2 separate regions of the Ovis aries genome follow, and region 2 is linked to region 1. Evidence: chromatin contacts called from public Hi-C data. All regions are on one chromosome and are shown on one strand. The core of a region is the stretch at or near the end of the contact, and the rest is flanking DNA. Distances in the headings are between cores, read along the strand shown. Region 1 holds the start of ARHGAP5 (Rho GTPase activating protein 5). Region 2 has its middle 58 kb from the start of AKAP6.

Region 1 (3,406 bases), core at 566-3,065:
GAGCTTTAGGAGCAGACAAGAAATTGGTGAACAGAACCCAGGGTCCGGGGGAAGCTAGGGGGAAAAAGTGAAAGGGCCGATCCCCCAGAAAGGCGCTCAAGTTTGCAATGAAGACTGCGTCTCCGCGAATATGCGCCCACCCTACCTCTCCCCTTCCAGGTGGAACTCGTTAACAGCAGCCGCCTGGCTAATAGACACCGCCACCTTCCTCCCCCACGCACCATCCGAGACCAGGGCAAGTGAGGGCGGCGGGCTGGAGCGGACTCTGGCCACCACCAGGCCTCCGCCGACCCCTGCCCCATCACCTGTGGGGAAAGCGCCCCCTCCCCCGGCCTCTCTGCCCTTCACGCCGCCCGTCTCCCCCCCACGGCAGCCGCTCCCCGCCCCGGCCTGCGAGGACAGAGCGCGGCGCCGGGCTCCCCTCCGCGGCGGCGGGGCCCCAGCCCCTTGAACTGGTTACAACCGGCGGCGGCGACCGAGCGGGGCAGTGGGCGGCGGGAGGGTTCCCGGCGGGGAGGGGGCTAACGGGCAGGCCCAGAGGAGCGGGGAGTCGCAAGGTCCTACCTAACACCGTCGGTCTCCTCCGTCTCCTCCTCAACGGCAGCGGCCCCGGTGGTGGCGGCGGCAGCGACATTCCTGGGGAGCGCTCCCGCCGCCGCCTCCTCCTCCACTCTCTGCTCGCCTCTCTTCCCTGGCGCGCTCACCGAGCGCCGCGTCCCTTCAGCCACCTCCCCCAGCCCGCCCCAACACACACGCCCCGAAACCTCAAGCCCTACGGCTCCCGTGGCCGGGTAACCCACCCTCCCTCCCTCCCAGCCACCAGCGGCGGCCCCGTCCCTCCCCCCTTCCCCGGCGCCCGCCGCCGCGCCGGGCTCAGTAATGGCGGCCACTCGGGCTCCCTCGCGCTGACGGATCTCTCCCTCTCTCCCGAACTTTACCTCAGCATCTCTCCCGGCGCGCACCGCCGGAACGCACACGCGCGCGCGCGCGCTGCCACACACCCGGCCGGGGGCGGAGCGGCGGCGCAACCTCGACGGGGCGCGCGCGCGCGCACCCGCACCGTCCTCCCCACAATCCCCCGCCCCCGCCGCCCTCACCTCGCGACGCCTCCCGCGCCGCGCGCCCGGCTGGGCCCCGCCCCTGCCCTCGTCTCCCGGGAGCCTGGGAAGGCGCGAGCGCCGGAGCCGGAGGGAGGGAGCGAGCGCGCGGGGCCGCGTTCTCGCTCGCGTCCCGGCTCCCCCATTGGCTTCTGCCCCTCCCCCTTCTTCCTCCGCCTCTCCCATCCATTGGTTCCCTCTCCTACTCCATTCCTTCTCACCTTTTCCCTTTTACCCATTGGCGTGAATATTTTTCCTCTGCTTTCCCCTTTCTCCGTATTCTGCTCCTCCTCCGTCCCATCCTCCACGCTTTAGAAGCTGCCGACCATGCAGCTCTGAGCACTGTCGTCTCCGAACCTTCCCTGCTTTCTCCCTTTCCTTCTGTTCCGGTTTCTGGCCGTAACTGGGAGCAAACCACAATACTGCAAAGGGACCTGATATTGTGTTAGCCGTTACAAAACATCGCATGGGCACTGAATGATTCTCGATAAATCAGCCTACGCTGTCTGAGTATTAAAGAATTCAAGAGAGGAAAATATATGCACCAAGCTCGTTCCCGGGGACATGCTCCCGCGTGTGCAGCCAGTTTCCTGCCTGGGATCGCTGGCCAACTAGACGGCACCCGCCCGGGACCTGGTGCCGTACTCACCCAGAAAGCAAAACTCCATGGGAGCAAGAAGATTCCGTTTCTCCGTCGACACCGCACAGGGACGGAGGCAGGCCCTCGGTTTAATCCATTCTTAAGGAAATTGAGCGAGATGCCAAGACATGGGGCGGATTGAATTCGGGGTGGCCCAGAAGACCCCTGCTCACACTACTACTGAGCAAACCTTTAGGAACCATCGGTCACCTGGCTCTTATTATACTGTCTCAAATATAGTCAATATTTTTGGAGACGTAGAAATCTCACAAGTTTGGAGGTACCCTGGGCTTTTGGCGTATTTCTTATCTGAGCACTGGCATTGAGTCGTGGTTAAAGGGCGGTGGAAAAATGTCTTTTCTTTCATCACTGAAGAAACTGAGGTCTTGTGACTTTCCCAAGGTCATCAGAATCTGTCTTACACATAGTTCTTAAAATAGCTGCCGGCAGATGAAAGAATGAATGAGCAAAAACATAAATCTACCCCAATTTGTTACGTTTAAAAGAAAGAAGTAATGTGGGGGCCAATTTCTTTTTGGGAGTAGATTTATTTCCTGCATTGAAAACGGTTCATCATCAGTAAACATATAAAAAAGTCTTTTAAATTTAAAGTATTCTTTATTTCTTATGTTACATAAGGTACTTTAGTTAGCCAAGGTTGCTTTTTAGTGTTACAATGATGCAGCTGCTTCCAACCAGAAGTATGTTTAGGGTCTGTCAGTAAAGAAAAACAAAACTGCCTTTTGGTAAAAATCAGTTAGAAAATATTTGTCTGTAAATCTGCCACAGAATTTCAGCAGAAGTCCTGTTCCTTTCTTCCATACCCCTGCCCTTCTACTCCGTATTTCTCTAAGGTAAACTTAATAGACAGAAGCAGAAGAGATGTTTAATTTCTCTGTTTCTTGCTCCCTAATTTTAAAAAGGCATGACTACAATTACTTCCTCCAGCCACTCCCTTGCATCTGAATGGTACCAAATAGGTTGAGTGAGGTACATAGGTACTTATTTCTTTCAGTTATAAACCCTAGGCAAGGAAAAAGGACACTACAGAAAACTTGCAAAGAAAGAAAATATAGAAAAAAGGAAGAAAAAGAGAGGAGGAAATTTTAGAGAGTGGACCCATCAAAATGCAGTACTAATGCCTTAATACACACATCACTTGTACAGGTTGGAAAGCCCATGCATTTAAATGCGTTTTTTGACCTTTGTATTAAAAGTTCCTAAAAGTACGAGAAGCCAATTCAAAGCTATAATTTAATACTTGATGTTGAAGTATTAAGTACTATAATAGGGTGTCCACCCTAATGTAAAAATTATTTCCTAAATAATCAGAAATTTCATAACCATGGCATGTATCAGTACAAACCAAAGTCAAATCAGGGCTTTTAAAGGTGTTAACATTCTTTATATATTATTGTTTTCTTCAAACCAGGACATCATACCGAAGAATCAGGACATAAGACTGGAGAGAAAAAAAGACTTTTCAAATTTCTTTTTTCTCATAATATAGACACAAGAAAATGAAGCGGGACAGGGAAGGGGGGAAGCCATGGTTTTCAAATGATAGTTGTCATAACTGACATTGTTTTTACTCTTTAGTCCTTCTATATTATCCATCGTGATTTAAGGAGTCAACTTTACAACTTTGCTCCTTATTAATACTAATACA
Region 2 (3,736 bases), core at 537-3,036, 150 kb before region 1:
AAATAAGACCTCTTTCCCTCTCCCCTACCCCCACCCTTGGAAAAAAAGAATTCTAATTTAAAAGCTAACAGTCCTGTAGTGTTTTGTTTTTGCTGAAGAAATTTTTTCCTACAGTTTATTTCCTTTCCTTGAAAATAATATACACTAGGTCCTAAATATTTACCAGATGATACAGATCTGCCAGGGTTTTCAGCCAATTTTCCAAAGTTTTATGAAATCACTTCTTGGACATGTTTCTAACAATCTGGCCCATGAAAACGTAACTGGGGAGGATTGTTCCACCTTCTTCACATGGCCTCTAGGTCACAAGCCTCTGTGTGTGTCCATAGGAAACTCATACCCTGCAATTTTGAAAGTCCTTGCTCATTCAGAAGCAGTTGTTATCAACAGATAAATATACAAAAAAGTTTATTCTCTGGGAACATCTATTTCCAATGAAGACACCACGTGTTCTGGCTTCTGTACAAACTTACTTTCCCAGGCTCCACCTACTCAGATCTCAACTATCTGCCCTCTTAGCTAAATAATCCTCAAAAATAAATTTCTATTCAATTTTTACACACTAGCAATTTTCAATTCAGGGTCCACAGAGCCAAATACCAAACCTGCCTTAATTAGAGCAGCTTCACTTATATTTTTTTCTTTAATCTTTATAATTTTATTTGAATTAATGCTTTAAAACATACTGGGGGAAAATCATATGTTTCCATAAGTATAAACCTTAATAAAGAAGAAGGTCAGTTTCATTACTTCAGTTACTAGAATCGTCTAACTAATAGATATCAAAATGTCATATTTCCATTTAAAAATCTTCTGAAAGGATTATAAGCCTCTGAGAAATCTTAAGAAGAAACAGGAAGGTTGGGCTTTCACATCCTGTCCCCGTTGCCTTGAGGATTTGGCGGCCAAAAATCGAAGTCTTTCCCCAGGGGAGTCTCACAGACACATCCAGCCAGGAAGGTCACATCCCATGGAGAACTCCAGAGGAAGAAAATGATCCAAAGGGGTGTGAAACAAGGCCAAGCATTTACTATAGACCAAAATCCATCTATAAAGCAGCGACCCAGTTAGTGCGGAGACATTATCCTCATTCTACCATGCTATTATTTTTGTGTCTCTATGTGGGTCACAGCACAGAAAAATCCATGGAGGATTTGCCAGGGAAAATATGGAAGTTACTGCTGAGGATTGTTGACCTTACTTTTCTACTCTAGTAAGGTGACCACAGGGAGTAGCAAACCCAGACTTTGGGATCTCACAGACATAAGAAAATGTTTTTAAAAACTGACTCACAGTTGCTAACTTTTACTTTCACCCTGCAAATAAATGCTTGAGATGATAACTCTCATCTATTACTGTCATTTTGTAAAAGGGCATTTGAATACCAGAAAGGAGGGAGACTATGATCTCAGAGAAAAAGGGTTGACCTTTCCTAAACATATCAGCCTACTAACATCACACCCTGCCCCCTACTCAGACTGAATGTTCTGTTTTGTTCCAATTTAAACCAGTGAAAAGTACTTCACGGCAATCCCAGAACGTACTGTGTACCCAAAGAATGAGGCCAGAGGATCCCGTGATGCAGGCTCCGAAAGTGGCTTGGCCCTCACCTCGGCAGACTGGTAGGGAAATCCCTGAGAGATAACCCCACGTATGAGTTAAGGGGATCCAACAGAAAAACAAGTGCGTCCTGGCGACTTACAAGCTCTGCTGTGCCCTCTGCGCAGCCCTGGGAGAGGGATGGAGGGGGCAGGAGTGCGCACCCTCTTCCACACTGCAGCTTGGTCATCCTTTTCCAGCAGATGGCAGAACACACACATAGAAAACTCCAAAGCCACCCGGGGCTTGTGCCTCTTGGTTGGTCCCGGGTATGATTTCTTTAAGTCTTAAAAGAAGAAATTTCACAAAGAAAAAAGTCCCACCCACACTTCATCCAGAAACCTGTTTACACAGTACTTCACAGAAAGGCTGAAACTCTCTGCAAAGGGAAAGGCCACAAGGCAAAGAAAGCTTGACCCATAAACTGCAAGGACCAGGATCAACAGCTTCAAGATGTTAGAAAAGTCTAGCAAATAATTCATGTATTTTTAAAATTCTAAACCGAAAGCTTTTGTTAATCTGTTTAATTAATTTTTATCACATGTGCCTATAAAAGTACAGTTATGAACTGTCTTTACTAAAGAAGCTGATGGATTTTACATTGCCTCTTTCCAAGGAGAGAAGTCATACAGTATCCGAAGTTACTTCTGACACGGTGGGTCAGAACAGCCAAGAAAACGAATCTTGTGTCTCTACTGGAGTGTGTTTTCACAAAAGAAAAATCATGTTCCAAGCTAAAAAAAGTATTTCCTAAAATATGCTCTAATTGAATATTTCAGACACAATAGTAAGTAAGTAGGTCACTTGCTCTCTAGGATTCAAAGACTACCAGCCTGTGGTACTCCATTTCTATCCTGAACAGCAGAGTTAAAGAGAAAGTACTCCACACTACAAGAAAATCCTAAAGCTCTTTACAGCAGCAGCTGCAGCTCAGAGGTCAGATCTATGACCATGAGTTTTGTAGAGAATCTTTGAAAAAATTCATTAGTATCCTCAAAAGTGCCAGTAATTAAGCTTCCAAAAAAAATCTGCAACAAACATATCTATACTACCACCCTCCCTTCTAGGCAACTTCTAGTCAGAAAATGGTCCCAGGAATATATGCCCTAGAAACATTTTTTAAATAGCCTAAATTTGACTTTCAAATCATGCTCCTTCTCCACAATCTCCTTTTTTTTCAGAGTCTATCTGGTCCTGCCCCAAGTACTGCCAAACAAATACCCAGTGCTCCCAGGGACGCACCACACTCAGTGCTTTCCAGGATGATGCCTGCCATGCAAAAGAGAATATTAGAGCCAGAAAGGCTCTGACAGAGGAATTAATATCGCTGTTTCCAAAGATGAGGAAACCCTGGCTCTGAAAAATAAACTCCCTCAGGCCACAGTTGGCTGGTGCCAGAGTTATCCCCATCCCTCCAGGTCTTATCAGATTGTTCATTTTCTCCAGACAAGAACTGTGGGGCCAAAGTATCTGACTTCGTTATTACTTCTCTCGGAAAACAGATCTTTGTTGAAGGGGTTTTGGTTTGGAAAGTTCAGGAAAGACCAGTTGGAGCAGACACGATCTTGAACAGTAGGTACTTTCCATGCCCTCAAATCACATTCTGCCTGTAAACAGACTATGCTTAAAAAACGTAAGCACGGAGCATGGAGCTATGGGACCATTAGGCAACCACGAAGAATACAAGCACCGTGAAGGTAGGGACTCCCTTTTATTCACACCTAGTATGAATTCATTCCCAGTACTTAGAACAGAATTCTCACTGAATACTAGCTCAACAATAAATATTTGCGTGATGAACAAAATGAAGGAAGGGAGCATCCCTCTTCCATCTTCTCTAGAGTCCATCTCTACCCACTCTTTGCTTCCTCTTATACTTAAGTCTAGTTCCTTTAATCGAAACTCTGCTGTCAGGCAATACCTATCAGTCTACATTTTGCTGCTAAGTCACTTCAGTCGTGTCCAATTCTGTGCGACCCCATAGACGGCAGCCCACCAGGCTCACCTATCCCTGGGATTCTCCAGGCAAGAACACTGGAGTGGGTTGCCATTTCCTTCTCTAATGCATGAAAGTGAAAAGTGAAAGTAAAGTCACCCAGTCATGTCCGACTCTTAGTGATCCCATGGACTGCAGCCC

What was found. Hi-C and Micro-C count contacts between places; a contact is called where the count stands out from the background.
Region 2: a Hi-C map of hypothalamus shows a contact between it and region 1, with 2.2 times the contacts expected there. The contact joins the enhancer-like site here to the promoter of ARHGAP5 in region 1. A contact is called at or near these places in 3 of 16 Hi-C or Micro-C datasets (hypothalamus, liver and tail adipose tissue).

The regions. Positions count from the first base shown.
Region 1 is chr18:40,266,857-40,270,262 of ARS-UI_Ramb_v3.0, reverse strand. ARHGAP5 (Rho GTPase activating protein 5) reads right to left here and starts at 1,815. Exons shown (of 7, transcript XM_060401788.1): 1 at 1,747-1,815.
Region 2 is chr18:40,415,896-40,419,631 of ARS-UI_Ramb_v3.0, reverse strand. No RefSeq gene overlaps it. Among named protein-coding and RNA genes, the nearest start is that of AKAP6, 58 kb to the left of the region's middle. Within about 2 kb of position 1,786, at least 16 of the 54 cell types and tissues checked have an H3K27ac peak or open chromatin away from gene starts, as enhancers often do. A contact at or near this core is called in hypothalamus, where this site is marked.